3 separate regions of the Mus musculus genome follow, and regions 1 and 3 are each linked to region 2. Evidence: chromatin contacts called from public Hi-C and promoter capture Hi-C data. All regions are on one chromosome and are shown on one strand. Each heading gives the region's core, a stretch centred on a gene start, on an enhancer-like site or on the middle of the called end of the contact. The rest is flanking DNA. Distances are from core to core; before and after follow the strand shown. Region 1 holds the start of Fgf11 (fibroblast growth factor 11). Region 2 holds the start of Camta2 (calmodulin binding transcription activator 2). Region 3 holds the start of Nlgn2 (neuroligin 2).

Region 1 (3,812 bases), core at 474-2,973, 890 kb before region 2:
GTGGTGGGGGAGGAGGGCACAAGGGGCTACCCCTAAGGGAACCGGCAGCGGCCTGGAGCGAGGCCAGAGGGACTCCCTAACTGTCGTACCTGGACGGGAATCACATACCAGCCCTTACATCTCTCCTCTCCTGGTGGGGCTTGCTCTCTGCCGATTTCCCTGTTCCCCCTTGTAAGTGGTACGACCCCCCGCTTAAGTCCCTGTGCAGGTCTTCAGCTTGAACTATGTGTGAGTTCCTACTGGCTGAGGGTCCCCGGAGCCTGTGGGACTGGATTTCCGAGTCACACAGGAGTAATGGGAGGGGGTGCCCAGCACCCTTCTCGAAGCGCAGGTCACAGAAGGAGGGCGTACGGAGGGGGCTGACTGACGAGGTAGCCTGCAAGGACACCCGGGGGAGAGCTGGAGAGATTGGCTCCTGGCCAGGCGAGCTCGACCAGGAAGAACAGAGCCAAAGCGTGGAGGGGCGGGAGAGCCGGAGCGGGGGCGGGGCAGCCAGGGCTGCAGAAACCCTCGGGGTGACCCAAGCGTCCAGAACCCCTCAAGCCCCGCCACTTCGGATGGAAAGAATCGCGAGAACCCGCACGTAGGCGAAGAACCGTGGGGGGTGGGGAGTCCTGTGCTGAAGGGGGGCTGACAGGAGCAGAGAAGCTTGGGGCGCCAGACTTCGCCCCTCAAACCTTCCCCCTGCCCTCGAAAGCAAGGAGACTCGGCATTACAGGCAAAGAGGAAGAACCTGAAGGATAGTCCCGTAAATTCTGTCGTTCTGGCCCACCTCTTCCACTTCTGGGACACCCCCCTCCTCATCGGGCTTCAATCGTCAGGGTCCCTGGCCTCAGGCAGGACTTCTGTGGGAGACCCCGCCCTAGCCACACTCACCTGGGCCGCGGTCCTGTCGCGTGGGACGCCCCCCGCACAGTCGCACCTTGGACAGCAGGATGAGGAGCTGTTTCTGGCAAAGTGACTTGGTACCGCGGGGACACACGCGCCGCTGCGCCGACACGGGCCGGCTGCCCCCGGGCTCGCGGACCTCCCGCTTCTGTCGGATCAGGCTACTGGCCAACGCCGCCATCGCGCCCCGGGAGGAGACACCCCCAAACCAGCAGGCTCCCGGAGCGCCCTGGGCTCCCCAAGAGGAGCCCTCTCACCAGGGCATGCTCAGGACCCAACCCACCGCCCCACCCACAGGATCTGAAGAGAAACCCCAGACCCCAGTACGTTCCCCAACACCACCGGCTCCCACCCTTGGGCCCTGACTAGCTCCAGCGGCTCCAGCAGCCTATGCACTCCTCAGCTGACCTCACCCATGAATTCTGTCCCCTAATGAAAGCTTTCCCCTTCCCTCCTCTCTGGCCTCTGTACCAGATAGAAGATACCTCCTCTATCCCACAGTCAAGACCCTCCTATATTTCTAAGATGTGTTCTCAATACCCCGAGGCTTCTTTCTACCCTATTTTGGGGCCGCTCCTGCCCAGCCTACTCTTACACAGGGTGTGGGTCCTAAGCTTTGTGGACATTAGCTCACCCTAGGCTGCTGTCAATGTCAAGAGGAGCCCAGCTCTGTTTTCTTTTTTCCTTTTCTATACTCTAAATGGAGTGGGTCTCCCACTTTCTTCAAATCCCCCCTCTGCCAGCAAATATGACTCAAAATTCAGGCTGTTTAGGTTCAGTGAAAAGGGGTTCCCAGGCCCCCTGGCTGGATAATGCTTTTTCTCATTGTCACCCCCATTTCTAGTACCACAGAGTCCCAGCTGCTAACACCATTCCCTCACCTTGCTACCCTCCACTCCTTTTGAAGTCACCTCCAAATCAACCCTTCTTAGTGCAGACACCAGGTGGTTGTCTGCAGGACCCTCTGTCGCCCCGAAAAAAGGAGCATCCGCCGTTTCTGTCTGTTTTCTAGTTGCCCCTTAAATTTCCCGAGGAACAACTGGCACTGCTTAGATCCCACACCCTCCAATCTAACAAGGCCCCCAAGAGAGGAGTGCACCCACGTTGTCAACACTCCTCAAACGTGAACAGGCCCTTAATAAGTCACAGCGCATCAGAGCTTCCTGCGCCAGGGCTTTCTCGTCCTCCCTGGGACTGCTATAACACCCCTTCCTTTCCCCGACGCCCCTCAACCTGTCCTGTCCTGTTGATCCGGGCGACGGGTGCCGCGAGCTCCAGCTCCAGGCTCCTCCCTCCCTGTCACCCGCAAGCGGAGGTTTCCCCCCAACGTCGGCCTAAGCGTCCCGGACCCCCAGGAAGGAGTAAGGATGTCTCTGCAGAGCGCCTCGGTTCGGCAAAGTCAGAGCACTGGGCCTGGAGGTTGGACCAGGCAGAGCGGCGGAGGCAGCGGCAGCGGCTGTGGGAAGCTGAGGCGGCGGCGGCGACAGAGGCTCCCCCTCCTCTGCGAGCCGGCCTGGGGGCGGGGCAGGGGGCGGAGACGCTGGGAGAAGCTGGGCGGGCGGAACCCTGGGGTTCCTTGGAAGCTCTAAGTGGGAACTGTCACAGAGGCAGGCGGAGTAGAGGCAAGGCCTGCAAATCTCGGGGTTCAGAGGAGAGGAGACACGGAGCCTGATATGGCGGGGCTGGGGGCAGGGGGTCGATGGAATAGCCGACAGAGAGAAAATGAAAAGGGATTCTACTGCCTGGGATGGAAGTGAGGACAGAAATGGACGAGGAGAGTTGGGGGGAAAGTGGAGAAACCGGTAGCTGTGCCATCCAGTCTGGGCTGTGATCCGGCCTTAATATCTCTGGTTTGGTATGAGCCAATTGATCAGAACTAGGTTTCCAAAAACCAGTTCCTTCCCGCATTTTGTCAGTAAATACATTCCTACTATCCCTGTCAGACTCTGAAAGAATAGGGGAGAGAGGTTCCGGGAGGCAGTACCGGGACAGAAGGGGCGCCAGCCAGATTTAGAGAACTTGGGCCTCAGGCAGGGTAGAATACTGGGGAAACCTTTTAGAAAAGGGACTTTGGACCCAAGCATACACTGTCTGTATGGAGGGAGCAGCAGTCCCCTGCATGACCCTCTCACCAAAGGAAACACTTTCCATTCCCTTAGGAGTAAAATCTTTAATGGGTCCCGCCCCCTACGCCCGCTAAACCGCCCCCTTTGCGGGCAACCTTGGCTTCCTCTACAGCCTCACGCAAGGCCTGTGCAGGGTCCCCGCGGAGCTGGGCCAATGCCCCGCGCAGAGCAGCGGAGCCGTCTCCCACACGGAGCTTTCGGCCGCTCAAAAAATAATGAGGCAGCGCCCCGGCCTCTAGCACTCGGCTCAGCTCATCCAGTAGCCCAAGGCAACAAGCGCCGGCATTTTCCGGCCGCGCCAAGTAGAGCGCCGGGAGCCGCTCGCACGCCCAGTAGAGCAAGGTCCGCAGGAGGTAGGGCGCAGCGGCTCGGGTCCCCGCCACCAGCGGGCGCAGCAGCGCCTGGGCCGCCGCGTGTGCCTGAAGCAGCGGCGTGGGGATGCGCTCTTTGAGCGCCAGCTCCTGGCGAGCGAAGCACAGCTGCCATCCAGAGGTGCTCGGCTGCTCTGGGAGGCTGCCCGGCACTAGGTAGAAAGAGGCCGATTCAGAGACCAGTGGACCCGCCCACGAGTGGCTCCGAGCCGTGTCAGGCCAGCCTGTCACGGTCACCACCGGGATCAAGTCGAAGAGCAGGAGGTGGCGTGGGGGCTCTGGAGTTGCCAGGAGGACCGTGGTGACACCTGCGTGACGAGCTGCATGAACTAGCCGTGGGGCGCCTGGGACCGGGATCAGGGACTCAGCAACCTCAGCCAACTTAACGAAGAACCAGGAAGTTACTTGGGTCGGGCATAATGTGGGC
Region 2 (3,820 bases), core at 460-2,959:
CCAGGTCACCCCCGGCCTGAGGGGCCGGGGGGAGGGGGAGTCTGTGCTGGAAAAGGAGAGAATAAGGTCATGGAAGAAGCCCCCACATTAACCCAAGATGAGGAGCTTGGTGTGATAAAAGGGGTTTAGAACTCAGTGCTGACATCTGGGAAAGATGAAGAAAATGTGGAACTAGAATGTGACAGCAGAACCAGAGAACAGAGATGAAAGAACATAGTACCAGGAACCAACATGAGTGGGGAGACAAGACAGAACAGGGTGCTCAGAAGAAAGGGATGAGTGGGGGATGCTCACAGTGCTGGAGCATTCCCTAGGGCAGGAAGCTGGATCCTGCATGTCTAACCTAGATTCTCACAGGCCCTGACCGACCTGAGAGAGAGTAGGTGAGGTCAGTTAGTAGATCTATTTCTCCACGGAAAAATCAAACAGAAAAAAGAACTCAGGGTACGTTTAGGAAGGGAGAGCAAGGCTAGAGGGAAGGGTAGGCAAGTTGTGAGAGCTGGGGCTCTGGTCCTAGGAGGAGGATGGCTTGGCAAGAAAACCTGGATGCTGAAGGAAAGCAGATCTAAGTCCAAGTCCGGTAACAAGCTGGGCCTTTGAAGACACACCCCAATTTCCTTCTCTCTCTGACTTTTTCTAAGAGGAAGGGTAGAGCTGATAACTGACCTCATGTGCTCTCTCTCAGGTTGGTCAGGGGCTGGGAGAATTTGGAATAGACATGTTGGAGTAAGCTTCCGGGTGGGACATGCCGGCTTCCTCTTTGCAGCTAGAATTCTACTTCACCCTAACACTCCTATTTCCCCAACCTCTGCTTCTTCTCTGGCTCCCAGCCTACCATATCCCCTCTACTGCTCTGGCTCCAGCCTGAGCCTCCGCCCTCTTGAGGAACAGATGGGAGCTGGAGGAGGCTCTCTGCGCGGGTTCTGCCAGGTGTCCGGGGATGGAGAGGGGGTGGAAGCCCATTCAGGATCGGATCGGAGGTGTGCAGAGAGGCTAGGGTTGGGATAAAAAGTCCACCCCAGGGTGCAGGTGCGCAGCTCTGGCTAGGCAGTTTGCCAGGGTGCAGAGCTGGAGCCGGATGAGACTGCGGGCCTGAGAGCGGTGGTCTAAGACTGTCGCCGGGGGTGGGATGCTCTCCCCAAAGGGGGCAGGGGTCCTGGGAGAACCCCGGAGGTGGGAGGGGGTCCCGCCCGCAAACCCGGATGTTCTGGAGAAGCAGCTGAGCAGAGTTCATGAACACCTGGCAGCAAGGGGCAGTGCGGGAGACCGGGGAGGGGGTCTGGGGACTCTCCCCGCACTCTCTGATCCGTGAAGGGGCCCTGCGCCTAGCGGCGCCCCCTGGCGCGGGGAAAGAGGACGGAAGCGGTGAGGTGGGGGCAAACGGGGTGGAGGGACGGTGGTCCCCAGCGCCGCGCTCCACACCCGGGCCGCGTGGAGCTGCGCCCCCTGGCGCGGGGGCGGAGAGGCGGGCTAGAGGCCCTGGCTCTTACCTCCCGGGGTCCCGCGGGTGACGGCGGCAGCGGCCATTCTACCCCAAACCGACCCCCCCTAGCGCCGGCTGACAGCGGCGTTCGACGTCAGTGCGCACGGGGCGGGGCCTCCCAATTAAGGGAACGGGGGTCGGGAAGGGAACCTGGGGTCAGCACACTTGGGACTCTGGGCCAGTCTACGAGACGCGCTGCTGGACCGTCCCTAAAGAGGCAATAGCGCTGAGGAGAACCGGGATCCGGAGGCGGAAGCTCGGCCGATTGACGTGACTTGTGGGCGCAGGAGGATGGGGCGTGGGCAGAGGTCCAGGGCCAGAGCCCTGGAGGCAAAGGAGAGTGCTTGAGAATGCAGAATTCTTCTGGCCTCGGGCGAGACTCGGCAAATTTAGGGACCTAGCCTAACTTCATTGTCCTGAATCCTCAAAAAAATCAACGGAGTCCGCCTTTTCATTCCCCTTCCATCACTACCTCGCACAGAAACAAGACTATTTGGTGCTCTTTAATAACAGAACAGAGAGAACACAAGACCAGGTTCTGGCCTAGAGAAAAACCCGGCTGCGAGTGTACTGGGCAGTTAGATAGGAACTCAAGTGGGCTGTGAATGCCTACGCTATGGGATGGAGACAACAGAGATAGAAAACATCCGCTCTGAAGCCAGCACTAGGGAGTCCTGATGTTTGAATTGATCTTGGGTCCCGTAGCTTGGGCCTGGATGATTTCCCACTACTCCTCAGACTCCAACTCCATCGCCTGGGGATCGTAAACGGGGTTCTTTCTGGCTGTAGCAGTGCTGTAGGTCAAAGAGCTTAGCTGCCCAGAGGCATAAGTCCCCTGCTGGCCTACAGGAGTCCAGGGAGTCCAAAGCAGCTGTAGGTGAGAGCAATTGAGAGCAAGGGGATAAGAAAAGCAAGAATGGAAAAACAGGACTCTCTCCAGATTTCTTAATTGCCAAATTCAGGCACATACCCTCAAAAGCTCAGTTTCTTGACCACTTTTCGTCCTTAAACCAGCTATCCTACCTGGCTCTTGGCTTCTGCCACATCCCCATTTGATTATGAATTGACTTCCTCCCTAACCTTACTGTGTTCCTCTCCAGTTTTACCTGATCTCTGGGAGTGACAGAATAAGTCTCTTTCTGTGGATAGGTTGCCCTCTCTTCTTCCACGTCAAAGTATTTTGTAGTGCTTAGGAGTTCAAAGCCCTCTTCAAGTGCTGGAAGTTCAGGTGTAGCATCAGAGCTGCCCCACTGGGCCCTCTTCAGTCTGTGGAGACATTAGATGGAGGAGACTAGTGCCTGGAGGTCAGTCTTCCAGTCTCTTCATCCCTCACCCCTGGCCTGAAGCACTTCTTGCTGAGAATCACAGGTGCTACCACTGACCTTCAATTCACCCCAACTTTTTGTTCTTCACAGACAAGAATTTTTGATCCAGGGGCCAAACAGTGACCCCCAATTAACGATGTGCTTTCTTGTAATCATGGGCCATGTCACGCCTTCCAGCTTATATGACTTCCATCCCTCAATTGCTTCTTTCCATACTATAGAAATCATGTTTGAGAGTCAGCAAGGTGACTTAGCAGGTAAAGGTATTGGCCACCAAGCCTGATGACCTAAGTCAGGACCCAAATGATGGAAGGAGAGAGCCAGTTCCCATAAATTGTCCTCTGACCTCCACACACATGTTGTGGCATGCACTATATAAGTATATACATAATTAAATGCAAAAAAATAAAGAAATTATATTTCAGTTACACCAAGGACATGGTTCCTTTGTAAGTGCCAATGAATTCTCTTAAAGCTCTTAACTATGCTGCCTCTCTCTAATCCCTGCTTGGCTTGCAGAGGCCCATGCCACGCCTCCTTACTCATTGATGATTCCCTGGCGCCTTCTCAGGTCCTCCAGATGATAAGTAACTGCTCTAACTCGGGCTGGAATGCTTCCAGGTCCCTTCTGCATTCTTTCCAAATGCAGCTTCTTTCTCTTTCTTCTCCAAAGCTTCTCAGGAGGAGGGAGCCCCTCAAGAGGGTGCAGGCTAGGCCGGGAGCAATCAGTGGCCCTCTGTGTCAAGAAGGAAGAATAGTTGCTAAATATAGATAGATGTCAGTTTCAGGGAAACTTGGGCTGGAGAATCTGGGGTTTTTTGGAAGCTTAGGTATGATCTAGAAAACAGGATACTTGATTTACAATAAAAACAGGGCCTGGTTAGTATACTGGTTGGGAAATACCAGAGAGAAATGGTAATAAGGATAGGAAGGCAGTGGGTATAATTTTAACAGAAGGCTGAGAAGCAGTTTGTCCTACCAGAATTGGTGGAATGTACTGTTCTACCATCCA
Region 3 (3,821 bases), core at 1,283-3,782, 850 kb before region 2:
CATCAGTGTACCATTCCCTAAAGATCTGTGCACTTGGGGTCCTTTTCTCCCCAGGCCCTTCCATGTCTTCCCTTAGAAGTTGGGGTGTCTATAGCCAGGGGTTAGAGTGAGTAGGGGATGCTGAAGGGGCAAATCCAGGGACAGATGCATGATCCTGCAGCCGGTTGCTGGGCGACAGGATGCTGCCCCGCAATGTTACCTCGGCAACGGGCTGCAGCTTTAACCCTGGAGGGGGGTGGTCTAGAGGAAGAGGGGAAGGGGCTTGCTTGGTTGCTGAGTCCCTTCGGGCCGTGAGAGGGAGGACAGGGACAAGAGTCAGAACGCTAGTTTCACCCAATCTTATCAGAGAGGAAGAAATATGTATATATGAGGGGAGGGTAGTCTAGGCGAACAGAGAATCCTAAGAGACATGCCCCTCCCCCCATCCTGCTTAGCCCCATCAGAGCCTAACCCTACTGACCAGGTCTTTGGCAGATGGGGAGGGGGGATAAGAGAAGCAGTACTGAGGTTGGCTTCTCAAATAAGCTTACTGACACCCCCCCACCTAATCTGGAAGAGCCTTGGACCCTGGCTGAGGTCTTCTTTGCACAGCATTTTGACCTATGTCCTGAGGCAAACCTCAGATATCTTCTCACCCCAGGAGCACCCCCTCCCCTTCCCAGTCCCCCTCCCCCTTGCCAGTCCCCAGTATTACTGCTGCCCTGGTACCCAGGCAGCAGGAACAGGACCAGTAAAAAGGTAGGCAGGGCAGACACCCAGGTCATTTCAGTAAGCCCCCCCTTGGCACCCCCCCCTTCAGGACTGTTTGCTGACGCTGGGCTTTTCAGAGCCAGGCGCCAGCCCGCGGGTGGCTCTCTGCAGGTGTCAATTTATTCCAGAGATGAGGACACAGGAGTCCTCACCACTCACACCCAGTCATGCCCTCCCCTTTTCAGGTCCTTTTAGGCTCCTGTTCTCCCATCAGCTGAAGGGGGGGTTGTAGTTGACCCCCCCCCAATCTCTTTTTCCTATGCCAGGCTGGGCCTTGCTATCTCTTCCCTCTTCTCCCATCATGTCCTGCCTCAGTCACCCCTTTCCCTTAAGGTACTTTGGGCCCCTTGCCTCCTCTCCTCTAACTAGCTTTTCTCTCTTCCCCTCCCACTAGAGCCCCCCCCCCCCCATCTTTCTCCTCCGAACAGGGTCCCTTGGAGCATCTTTCCTTGGCCTTAACTGGCTTGCTCCAGCTCTTGCCTTCAGTCTCTCACCCCTCAGTCTTTTCTCATTTCTGTCTCCTTGGTGTTTCTCATCGCTCTCTCCTCCAAATACCTTCTCTGATTTTCTCCCTCAAGTGCTCTCTCTCTCTCTCCTTTTTTCTATTACTCTCTCCCCCATTTTCTCTCTTCATCTCTGTCTGCCACATCTTGCTCCCCCCTCCTCCCGATCCCTCTGCCTTGCTCTTCCATTCCAGCCCAGGCCCGACTCCCCCAACCGGGGAGAGTTGAGGGACGGGGGCTCAGGCCGCAGCCCCCCCCCCTTCCTGCAGTGGGGAAAATGGCTTGGCCGGGAAGGGGAGAAGGAGGGGGAGGGGGAGATGGGAACACACGGGGTCTGTGGGCCCATTCAAAGGATCATTCATGGACTGGAGAGAGGCAGAGACAAAGAGACCAAGACGCAGAGACACGGCGAGAGCATCCTTAGGCGGAGACACGCAGACAGAGCAGGCTGAGGGAAACCAGGCGCAGGGAGGAATATGGGAAGAGGAAGACCCCAATGGACCGCCGCGCAGCCCCCTCCACCCAGCATGGCTTAGCTCCTACCTGGATCAGCCCTGGGGCCGTGGTGCCTCCATCCAGGGCTCCGAGCGGGGGGCGGACGGGTTTCAGAAGGGGGGCGGCGGCCTCTGAGCCCCCGCGGCCCCGCAGGCCCAGCCCCCGCCTGCAGCGCCTCACCCGGCGGGGGAGGGGGATCGCCCCAGCCCCGGGGGGCGGGGCCGGAATCCAGTCGATCCCCAGGAAAAGGAAAGCTAGGGTATAGGGTCAGAGAGAGCTCAAGAACAGGGAACCCCGCAGTGGGAAAGGCTGAGCCAGGAGGGAGCAATGGGACAGGACTAGATTGGAGATCCACTGGTTCTCTGGGATGGCTTCGAGGGACCAGGAGGCGGTTCAGGCGACAGATCCTAAGGGATCGGGTGCTGGAGGAGGAGTCCACGGCAATCCCTAGGGGCCCGGAGCCCCGGAGCGCAGAATCCGCGGTGCAGGGGCAGGGATCCAGCCGGAATCCTCGGGGAGGGGGAGGGATCTAGTCGATCCCGAGGGCGGGCGGGAGGGAGATCCGGGGAGTCAGAAGAGGGCGGGGGCCGAGTCCCGAGCCTCGAGGCAGAGGTCGGTGCGGCTCCTAGGAAGGAAGGCAAGGGCTAGGGGAGGCTTTGGGAAATGCTCAGTAGCCAGGAGGCCCGGACTCCTGGCTCTGCGCGCCAGGGCCCGCCCGCCCCGCGTCCATCCCAGCTCGAGAGTGATGATCCGCCGGCGGAGCAGCCGCAGCAGCCCCGCGCGTCACCGCGCGGCCGCCTCCCCCGCCCCCTGCCGAGAGAGCGGCGCACACCCCTCGCTTGCACCCGCCTGCCCACCCGCCCTCTGGAGTGTGGGGGGGGATTGAAGACAGTGAAAGGGGTGGGAGTGGACAGACGGACGGATGGACGTAGCGAACTAGAGCAGGGTGAAGACATCTCTCCCCCCGCCCCCCCGGATCTCCCACCCTCTGGGCTCTCCGGGTCTAGCAAGGGGGAGAACAGCTGAACTATAGAGGGCAGGGCATCACACGAAGAAGGCGGGGCCTCTAGGCACAGAGGCGGAGCCATCGTGGGATGGGAGGGGTTTGATGGCAATAGGTGGAGCTTAGAAATCCGTGGGGCCGCCCCTTTTGAGGAGTGGGTCTGGTTTGAAGCAGAACAGGAGGAGCCTGTAGAAAAAGGGGTGGAACTTTGTGGGGGACCGATATCTTTGCAAATTAGCTGGAGGTGTGGGGTTGGGGTGTCGAAGAGGCGATCAACTTGGAAAGTGGGCCAATCCGTGACGCAAATCCTCTAGTCCCACCCTCAACCCCGCCTCCCACTGCTCCGCTCCTCCGCTCCTAATTGGTTCTAGTTTCTCCGCCCGCCAGACATCTTCTCCATTCAACAGAAGTTTTACAAAGGCGTCTGTAAGGGAACCGGGGCTCTGAAATGAACATAGCCCTGATTGGGCATTTTTGGACCTTATTTGCATGGGCAATCGGGATTGGCTGGCTTGTTGGGTGGTCAGGGCGGTGTTGGTTCCGCGCGTGACCACCCACAGCTATGGCCGGGGTAGGGGCTGCTTTCCGCCGCCTAGGTGCCTTGTCCGGAGCTGGGGCCTTGGGTTTGGCCTCCTACGGGGCACACGGTCAGGGGACGTGGGATGCAGCTGGGCTGGGGGCAATCTTTGGGATCTGGTGCGGGGAGGGACCTATAGGAAGTGTCTTGTCTTTTATGGAATAGAGATCCCTTGGAACCCCGAACCTTCAAGTTTGTCTTTAGGTCCAAAAGCGTCTCAGTACTACATCTGTTTCCACCAGTCAGAAGCTTCCAGGGATGCAGTGTCTACTTAGGTGCCCCTGGGGTTTGAGAGGGTCTAAGCCAATACAGTTCTGATTGGTTTTGCATCTCTCTACAGGCGCTCAGTTTCCGGATGCCTACGGGAAGGAGGTGAAGTAACAGTTCTGGGACTCCTGGACTTGGCGCGATGTTTGGGTGTCCTTAAACTGGGAGGGGGTGGGGAGATGAATGGGAAGGCAGTCAAGTGTAGGTCTCTACTGCAAGGACTGCA

Evidence for each region. Promoter capture Hi-C pulls out the DNA fragments that hold promoters and counts their contacts. Hi-C and Micro-C count contacts between places; a contact is called where the count stands out from the background.
Region 1: a promoter capture Hi-C map of cranial neural crest shows a contact between it and region 2. The contact joins the promoter of Fgf11 here to the promoter of Camta2 in region 2. A contact is called at or near these places in 2 of 39 promoter capture datasets (cranial neural crest and pre-B cells).
Region 3: a Hi-C map of CD4 T cells shows a contact between it and region 2, with 4 times the contacts expected there. The contact joins the promoter of Nlgn2 here to the promoter of Camta2 in region 2. A contact is called at or near these places in 1 of 39 promoter capture datasets (liver) and 1 of 484 Hi-C or Micro-C datasets (CD4 T cells).

Annotation. Positions count from the first base shown.
Region 1 is chr11:69,800,557-69,804,368 of GRCm38.p6, forward strand. Fgf11 (fibroblast growth factor 11) reads right to left here and starts at 1,724. Exons shown (of 5, transcript NM_001362623.1): 1 at 877-1,724. The coding sequence starts at 1,069. It overlaps Tmem102 (transmembrane protein 102), which reads right to left. Exons shown (of 2, transcript NM_001033433.4): 2 at 3,039-3,812. The coding sequence ends at 3,059. It overlaps G630025P09Rik (RIKEN cDNA G630025P09 gene), which reads left to right and starts at 3,113. Exons shown (of 1, transcript NR_027913.1): 1 at 3,113-3,812.
Region 2 is chr11:70,686,396-70,690,215 of GRCm38.p6, forward strand. It overlaps Camta2 (calmodulin binding transcription activator 2), which reads right to left and starts at 1,710. Exons shown (of 23, transcript NM_001190376.1): 1 at 1,491-1,710; 2 at 1-46. Inca1 (inhibitor of CDK, cyclin A1 interacting protein 1) reads right to left here. Exons shown (of 7, transcript NM_001252484.1): 4 at 3,788-3,820; 5 at 3,351-3,544; 6 at 2,590-2,749; 7 at 1,966-2,354. The coding sequence ends at 2,211.
Region 3 is chr11:69,835,252-69,839,072 of GRCm38.p6, forward strand. It overlaps Nlgn2 (neuroligin 2), which reads right to left and starts at 2,533. Exons shown (of 8, transcript NM_001364137.1): 1 at 1,797-2,533. Tmem256 (transmembrane protein 256) reads left to right here and starts at 3,274. Exons shown (of 4, transcript NM_026982.1): 1 at 3,274-3,398; 2 at 3,669-3,700. The coding sequence starts at 3,314.